Linked DNA regions of Danio rerio: region 2 is linked to region 1. The links are chromatin contacts, called in public Micro-C maps. All regions are on one chromosome and are shown on one strand. Each heading gives the region's core, a stretch centred on a gene start, on an enhancer-like site or on the middle of the called end of the contact. The rest is flanking DNA. Distances are from core to core; before and after follow the strand shown. Region 1 overlaps pdlim5b (PDZ and LIM domain 5b). Region 2 holds the start of pdlim5b (PDZ and LIM domain 5b).

What was found. Hi-C and Micro-C count contacts between places; a contact is called where the count stands out from the background.
Region 2: a contact with region 1 is called in a Micro-C map of caudal fin, with 4 times the contacts expected there. The contact joins the promoter of pdlim5b here to the enhancer-like site in region 1. A contact is called at or near these places in 6 of 18 Hi-C or Micro-C datasets (caudal fin, embryo, fibroblasts and 1 more) and 1 of 4 datasets of contacts at active chromatin or transcription factors (caudal fin).

What each region holds. Positions count from the first base shown.
Region 1 is chr10:1,616,328-1,620,703 of GRCz12tu, forward strand. It overlaps pdlim5b (PDZ and LIM domain 5b), which reads right to left. Exons shown (of 13, transcript NM_200196.1): 3 at 3,281-3,432. Among named protein-coding and RNA genes, the nearest start is that of bmpr1bb, 46 kb to the left of the region's middle. Within about 2 kb of position 2,899, at least 10 of the 62 cell types and tissues checked have an H3K27ac peak or open chromatin away from gene starts, as enhancers often do. A contact at or near this core is called in caudal fin, where this site is marked.
Region 2 is chr10:1,667,229-1,672,218 of GRCz12tu, forward strand. It overlaps pdlim5b (PDZ and LIM domain 5b), which reads right to left and starts at 2,875. Exons shown (of 13, transcript NM_200196.1): 1 at 2,845-2,875.

The DNA.
Region 1 (4,376 bases), core at 1,649-4,148:
AAATTTTAATAAATATTAAAATAAATGTCAATAAAATGGCACTTGACATCTCTGAAAAATAAAAACTCTGCAGCTGATTTGACAAGAGGTCTACTAGAGAGACTTTCTGAAAGAAGTAAACAAAGAAATCAAGCATGCGCTGACAGAGCGAAAACAACAGCGCAGCAGCTGATCCGTGTGATGAAAACATCTCAACAGGGAGCCGAACACGGAAACATCCCATAAAACTTCACGTGAAGTTTCCAGAAAAACACACACACAAACATGTCATCTGTGTTTCTGCTCAGAGCTTTGAGCCGCTGCTGTTTGCAGAAGAGGAATAATCTGTGCTTTAGAGTTTAGGAGTCTCCTGACGCTCTAAAAACACACTGAGACGCATAAAGAGATGGTGGTGCAGAAAGTGTGTGTTTTTTTTATGTCATAATGCTGAAGCACACGGATCAGGTTTACACATTCAGCTGGAGGACAAACCATCCTGCCAGAACAGGAGGATTTCAGGGAAACCCAAACACTGCATTAAAACTGTTTATTAGGACAATATATGTGTGTGTTGTAGCGAAATGAGAATGTAGTTCACATTTACGGAGTTTAATAAAATAAAATAAAATAAAATAAAATAAAATAAAAATTAAACTACATCAAATCAAAATACATCAATTAAATAAAATAAATCAAATTAAATTAAATTAATTAAATTAAATTAAATTAAATTAAATTAAATTAAATTAAATTAAATTAAATTAAATTAAAATCCAAATTTACTTTGAATTGTATTTCACAGAAGACAATAATAAAATGAATAAAAATATATAAAAAAAAAGTGGGACAGGAGCAGTTTAGGGCTAGAGATCACATAATAACATAATTAAAAAATGCTAGGAATTTCAGTGTGTAAAGGACAAGGCCGCAAGCCTAAGCTGTACAACCGTGATCACCGATCCCTCAGGCGGTGCTGCAAAACATTTCATAGGTAATATTAATTTTTTTCTGTTTTTTTATGTTCTGAACTCTTGTGCTAATCAGGTCACGTTATTGATGATAACAGTCACTTACTGCATTCACCATACGGCAAAGCAGCTCCAACTCGCACTAAACACTCGGCTTATGCTGAAGAAAATCAGCAAACAATGCAAAAGAAATATGACAACGAGATGCTGCGCTGCCAGAAACTTGTATTATTGTCGGCTAACGTTAGTGAAAGAGTCGTTCGGGGGATTCATTCACAAACGAATCGCTCCCTCCGTCAGTATGAGCAGTGAAAGCGGTAGAGGAGCTGTGTTTCAGGACATGATTAGATCAAATTTAACAGGGAGGGTGAATAGTACATTTCTGTACACACAAACACAAGCTTTTAGTCAGGAATGCCCGTGCGGTCACTCATCCATCAATGTAGAAAAGTGATGCAAAATCATAAGTTTTCGTAATTAGAAAAAAAAAATTACATACTAACATCCAGGAAAACTCCCGATCACAGATATATGTGTATATGTGTATATCTCTGGCTTTGGATGGCCACAGTCCTCCACTGTACCTTGGTCCTGCATTCATTTCAAAGGAGCGCTACCCTGTAGCAAGATGGCGGCGCTATTGACGCATTCCGTCCAATAGACAACAATAGGCCAGGTGACATCTAATGTATATATCGATGAGAAATGACAACATTACAAAGTGATGAATGCTTAACTGTTCCAACTTTTTTTTTATAATGTGTTGCAGGAACCAAATTTGATTACGTAGGATTACGTATTAATAAATAAAAAATAAATAAACAAGCAAACAAACATTAAAAATCATGAGGAACACAATAAATAATGTTTGTTGTATTGTCTAAATGAAATACAAGTCAATTAAATGTGGAAATCTCTACTTTCTTTTTCATTCACGCTTTCCATACGGTCCCAACTTTTTTCGTTTCTGGGATTGTAGTTAGCACAACCCCAAACAGAATTAAAACTTTGTAAAAAGCATAATCAGACACCTTTAGGACTGCAATACACAGCTTTTGACTCAATTTTACCTGATTTACAGTCTGATCAAACTAAAACTAGTCTAGTCTGCAGCATTACATAAAAAACAGACTGCACACTCAACAGCTCAAAGTACATCTTTCAGAAACTGTGTATTAAGCAGCGAGTAGTTGTGGGTGGTTTGGGATCTCCGAGTAAACGCTGCTCTTCTTAATGCGATGTTATCTCAACAGTAAAGCTGAAGTGCTGTTTGATGGCCTTTGCAGATTCACTGACAAACGCTCTGAAAGACTTTAATGGGAGATTCCAGAGCTCGTGCGCAATCGCTCTCGGCTAAATGTGCTTTCAGAGGCTCGTAACTCCAGAACATATGACCGTCCTCACACTGATCCCAGACCAGCTTCAGTTCACAACTAAACTAAATAAATGATTGAACAACATAAGAGCTCAGTAAAGGAGGATATAACTCTTTAAAGTCACTAGTTTGTCAGTTGGTGTTTCTGTGTGGAGTTTGCATGTTCTCCCAGTGTTGGTGTGGGTTTCCTCTGGGTGCTCCGGTTTTCCCACACAGTCCAAACACATGCGCTATAGGGGGATTGATCAACTACATTGGCTGTAGTGTATGAGTGTGTGTATGGGTGTTGCAGATGGAAGGGCATCCACTGTGTTAAGCATATGCTGGATATGTTGGCGGTTCATTCCACAGTGGTGACCCCAGATTAATAAGAGACGAAGCCAAAGGAAACTGAATGAATTAGATTAGTGATGTCCATGTAAACACAGTCACTGTCTAATAACTGTGCTGATAGATGAGCAACAGTGGCGATGAAGACTGAGCAGAAAAACAGGCTGACACACACACACACATCTTGACTGCATTATAGAGTGTGTGTGTCCCAGGACGGAGAGAGAGAGGCCTCCCGGAGGGACAGAGGCGGCCAAAAGCTGCGTGAACAAACACATGCACCGCTCTGGAGACTCATATTCACACAATGCCTGATCAGATGTGCACACGCAGGAGCTGCACTGTCAATGAGAGATCAGCAGAGCAAACACACACACACACACACACTGCTGCTGCTTCACTGATCTGATCGAGTCTCTTACACCAGATTATTCCATTAAAGACGCATTAAAACACTTCTGCAATCTAACATAGCTGTTTTCTGTTAGTGCTGCACAATATACTGTGATGTAATCGCTATCGTTATAATTGCATGTGCACTAAACACAGCGCAGACAAGTGTGATACATTACATTTATTAATACAGTATGTGTGTGTACAGTAAGAGTACAGTGTGTGTGTGTGTCACCTCATGAGTGAGAGGTTGAGGTTCCCGCTGCAGGCTTTGATCTTGTTCTGGGCCTCCAGGTGTGTCATTCTCTCAGTGTGGATGCCGTCGATGGACAGAACCACATCACCAACACTGATCTTGGCTTTAGCCGCCTTTCCTCCATCTGTCAACTACACAACACACAAAAACACACACAGCATTATAAATGTGGAAAACTGTGATTGGGTGGAGCTTGAGGGCACTATGATAGGTTAGCACCATACAGTTGAGTGGGTGGAGTCTACTAGATTTCTGAGTCTCAAGATTTTAGTCTTCCCTGTAAATTTTTGAACATTGAGTAGGGGGCGGGGCTTTATTTCTGCATGATACTACATTTTCCAACTGTAACAGAATATTCAGTTGGGGGCGGGGCTTTATTTCTGCATGATGCTACATTTTCCAACAGTAACAGAATATTCAGTTGGGGGCGGGGCTTTATTTCTGCATGATGCTACATTTTCCAACTGTAACAGAATATTGAGTAGGGGGCGGGGCTTTATTTCTGCATGATGCTACATTTTCCAATAGTAATAAAAGTTTCAGTTGGAGGCGGGGCTTTTTTTTCTGCATGATACATTTTCCAACTGTAACAGAATATTGAGTAGGGGCGGGGCTTTATTTCTGCATGAGGCTACATTTTCCAACTGTAAAAGAATATTAAGTAGGGGGCGGGGCTTTATTTCTGCATGATGCTACATTTTCCAATAGTAATAAAAGTTTCAGTTGGAGGCGGGGCTTTTTTTTCTGCATGATACATTTTCCAACTGTAACAGAATATTGAGTAGGGGCGGGGCTTTATTTCTGCATGAGGCTACATTTTCCAACTGTAACAGAATATTGAGTAGGGGCGGGGCTTTATTTCTGCATGAGGCTACATTTTCCAACTGTAAAAGAATATTAAGTAGGGGGCGGGGCTTTATTTCTGCATGATGCTACATTTTTTAACCATAAATGAATATTGAGTAGGGGGTGGGGCTTTATTTCTGCATGATACATTTTCTAACCATAAATGAATATTGAGTAGAGGGTAGGGCTTTATTTCTGCACGATACTACATTTTCCAACTGTAACCGAA
Region 2 (4,990 bases), core at 1,625-4,124, 51 kb after region 1:
CCATTTTTAATGAACTTTTAAAAGCACATTTTAATTTAAATTAATTTATTTTTTTACCTATAAACACAGCAGTGTTAATGTTCAAACTATTTATAAGGTTTAAAGTGGCCAATGATAATAAATCTTAATTAATTTATTAATAATAGTAATTAATCTGCCACGTTTTTAAACTGTGCAGAGCTGTAGCTGCTTAATTAGGCCTACTACACTACTGTATTTTAATACTGCTCATATGGTGGTTCTTGGAGGGACAATGTTTTCTGAAGTGGTACTTGATGAAAAAAGTTTGAGAACCACTGTACTAGAGCAAATGGCCCAGTTGAATTGGCCCAACTTGAATCGATACTTCAGGTTGAACTATCGTGAAAGAAATTATCGCGATAGTTCCAAATTTTTGCACAGCCCTAGTAAAATCTACTTAGCATCAATCTTGTCAAGTATGTGCAACTTAAACTAAAAGTTAAGTTGGTTTTATAATTGCACATTCATTCAGTGACACATTGTGACCTGCTCCCTATAATGTCTACCATGGTACTTTAAATATTGGGTCAGAAATCACATGCAAACATGACATTAGCACTATTTCATTGACTGTTTAATTGTAAATAGTGAAATCATATAATCAGCCAATGACTATCAAAGCACAATATTGCTCACAGTCAAATAAATAGTTTAATAAATAATAATAAATAGTTTAATAAATAATAATAAATAGTTTACTTACACTTACAGGTGATTTCAGACCCAGCATTCAAAGTAACATGGTAAACAATATAGAGAGCATATTACAAGCTGCCACTGAATGAACGTCTGATTATTAAGAAAATTATTCATTCATTCATCTTAATCTTTATTTCAGAGATCCCTACAGAATGAACCGCCAACTATTCCAGCATATGTTCTACGCAGTAGGTGCCCTTCCAGTCATAACCCATCACCGAGAAACATCCACACACACACTTATTCACACACATACACTATGGACAATTTAGCTTTCCCAATTCCCCTATAGCGCATGCGTTTGGACTGTGGGGGAAACCGGAGCACCCGGAGGAAACCCACGCCAACACGGGGAGAACATGCAAACTTCACATAGAGATGCCAGCTGACCCAGCTAGGACTCGAACCAGTGACCTTCTTGCATGATACTGTGAAGCAACAGTGCTAACCACTGAGAAACTGTGCCACCAAGAAACCTATTATTACTATTATTATCATTATTATTATTGATAAGTTTAAGACATGTAATAATGACCAACATTTCAGCAAGGAGAATATTAAATCTAGGTCTTTAAAAACTTATTTTTATTTAAACTTATTTTTGTGTATTAAAATTGTACAATGTAACACACCCACACACACACACACACACACACACACACACACACACACACACACACACACACACACACACACACAAGTTTCCTTTGATTTTGTCCTTTTATTCATCAGGGGTCGCCACAGCGGAATGAACTGCCAACTTATCCAGCATATGCTTTACACACAACAGATGCCCTTCCAGCTGCAACCCAGTACTGGAAATCTGGAGCACATGGAGGAAACCCATGTAAGCACGGGGACAACACGCAAACTCCACACAGAAATGACAACTGACCCAGCCTGGACTCGAACCAGAGACTTTGTCAAGTGAAGCAACAATGATACCCACTGAGCCACCGTGTCACTCCTGAGATGATAATTACCAGAAAAGTACAGAAATATATAATTTTACAGACAATTATAAATCACATTTAAACAAGGACGGTGAATAATGTTATGCCTAATATATTCAACGTGAGTGTAGTTATAGAATTACATTCACACATTCAGACTTTCTCCTTAATAACAAAATTTCAAAACATATTATTTGCAAGCTATTTATAAATAGGGAAATCATATAAGCAGCCAATAACTATAAGTACAACACTGTTCGCAGTCAATTAAATAGTGGTAATATTACTTTGAAGTCACACCTACAGTATATGCAATTTTAGGCAGGATATTCAAATGGGAAACAATATAGAGAGTGTCACAAGCTGTCATAGAACAAGAGTATGAATATAAAACCAACTTTAAATCTTACCTAAATCGTACATGCAACGTTTTGTATTGAATACAAGAACAATAACATTAATTAATTATAGAGAAAATACAATAACAAAAGTTAGGAAAGAGACGAAAATATTTTACAAAATTACAAAGCCTCAATCATTAAGAAAAAGACTATTATATATATATATATATATATATATATAATAACAATAACAACAATAATAATAATAAGTTTTAGAGATTCAACAATTAACAAAAGTTCAGAAGGGAAAATATTAAATCTAGGTATTGTCTTTAAGAACTTACTTTTGCGTATTAAAATTGTACAATGTAAAGAGATCAAGATAATGATCACTAGCAGAAAAGTGCAGAAATATATCTCTTACAGACAAACATAAATCACATTTTAATGAGGAAGATAAATATAAAGTAATGTTGTTATCCCATTGAGATTTAACGTGAGTGCAGTTATAGAAAGTACATGCAACTAAAACCCAGCTTATTTACACAACACTGACACACACACACACACACACACACCCTTGTCAAACTTCATGAGACCATTTGAGCAACTAACAGTCACTTCCTCATCGACAGTCTTCATAACTACTCGAAATCTGACAGAGCGGAAAATATTGAGACAAACAAACTCGACAATGATTAACCGTCCAGCATCGGTTACCGTTTCCTGAACAGAGATTGAGCAGGACCGCAATTCCTGATATCCTCACGCTGGGGATTCTCTGTATAATATGCGAAAGTAACTGTAATGAGAGTAAAAGTGTGTCTCACCTGTGAGCTGCTGGAAAGTCAAACTGAGAATGAGGAACTTTAGGAAGTAGAGCTGAGAAACTCCGGCAACTGAACTCTGCTGTCTGACTGACTTCCGCCCCTTTAACACGCGCTGGAGGAAACCCACTCACTGTGCCGCGCTCGCTGACGTCACCGACGATGAACACAATTTACTCTCTCTCTCTCTCTCTCTCTCTCTCTCTCTCTCTCTCTCTCTCTCTCTCTCTCTCTGTCTCTCTCTCTCTCTCTCTCTCTCTCTCTCTCTCTCTCTCTCTCTATTAAAATCAATTGCTTTATTTGCATGACAAATGTTACAAATGTATTGCCAAAGCATTTATAAAGTTTACATTTAAAAGAAGATATATAGAGTAAACACAGTAAAATAATAATAAAATAATAATAATAAACTAATAATAAAAAAATAACAATATAATAATAATAATAATAATAAAATAATAATAATAATAATAATAATAATATTAATTAAATAATAATATTAATAATAATAATAAAAACAATAAAAACAATAAAATAAAAATAATGATAAAATAATAATAAAATAATAATAATAATAATAATAATAATAATAATAATAATAGTAATGGTTATGCAGTGGCGCAGTAGGTAGTGCTGTTGCCTCACAGCAAGAAGGTCGCTGTTTCGAGCCTTGACTGGCTCAGTTGGCGTTTCTGTGTGGAGTTTGTATGTTCTCCCTGCATTCGCGTGGGTTTCCTCCGGGTGCTCCAGTTTCCCCCACAGTCCAAAGACATGCAGTACAGGTGAATTGGGCAAGCTAAATTGTCCGTAGTGTATGAGTGTGAATGAGTGTGTGTGTGGATGTTTCCCAGGGATGGGTTGCAGCTTGAAGTGCATCCGCTGCGTAAAAACATACTGGATGGGTTGGCAGTTCATTTCGCTGTGGCAACCCTGGATTAACAAAAGGACTAAGCCGAAAAGAAAATGAATAATTGAATGAATAATATAATATAAAACAACATAATATAATATAATATAATATAATATAATATAATATAATATAATATAATATAATATAAAACAATATAAAACAATATAATATAATATAATATAATATGATATAATATAATATAATATAATATAATATAATATAATATAATATAATATAATATAATATAATATAATATAATATAATATAAAACAATATAAAACAATATAATATAATATAATATAATATAATATAAAACAATATAAAACAATATAATATAATATAATATAATATAATATAATATAATATAATATAATATAATATAATATAATATAAAACAATAAAAAACAATATAATATAATATAATATAATATAATATAATATAATATAATATAATATAATATAATATAATATAATATAATATAATATAATATAATATAATATAAAACAATATAAAACAATAAAAAACTATATAATATAATATAATATAATATAATATAATATAATATAATATAATATAACATAATATAATATAATATAATATAATACAATATAATATAATATAATATAATATAATATAATATAATATAATATAATATAATATAATATAATATAATATAATATAACATGATATGATATAATATAATATAATATAATATAATATAATATAATATAATATAATATAATATAATATAATATAATATAATATAATATAATATATTTCCCAGCACTGGGTTGCTGTGTAAAACATATGCTGGAATAGTTGTCGGTTTATTCCGCTGTGGCGACCCCTGGCTTTTATAAGGCCTCAAAACTGACTTAACTGACCTTAATATTGTCTAACTAAACAGTTCCTTTCAAAATGTACAAATGTCACAATTATCTGTTTTTATTTTTTACTTTAATTATTTAATTTTTATCTAACTAATTATCTAACTAACTCAGCTCATGCCACTGTCACACAGAGATCACTTCCCCATCACAGCTCTCATAGGAGTGAAAGTGCATGCCGTAAATACCAGCAAATTCCTCTAGCTCATAACAAGAAGAGCTAACTTGTTTGTGAACAAATGCATTAGATGTTGATTGCTGTCATGTGTTGTTTTCAGCAGATAGCATCTTTTCAATGATCAGGTGAGGTCTCTGAGTGATGATGTGCTTCACTTACTCTAATACAAATAG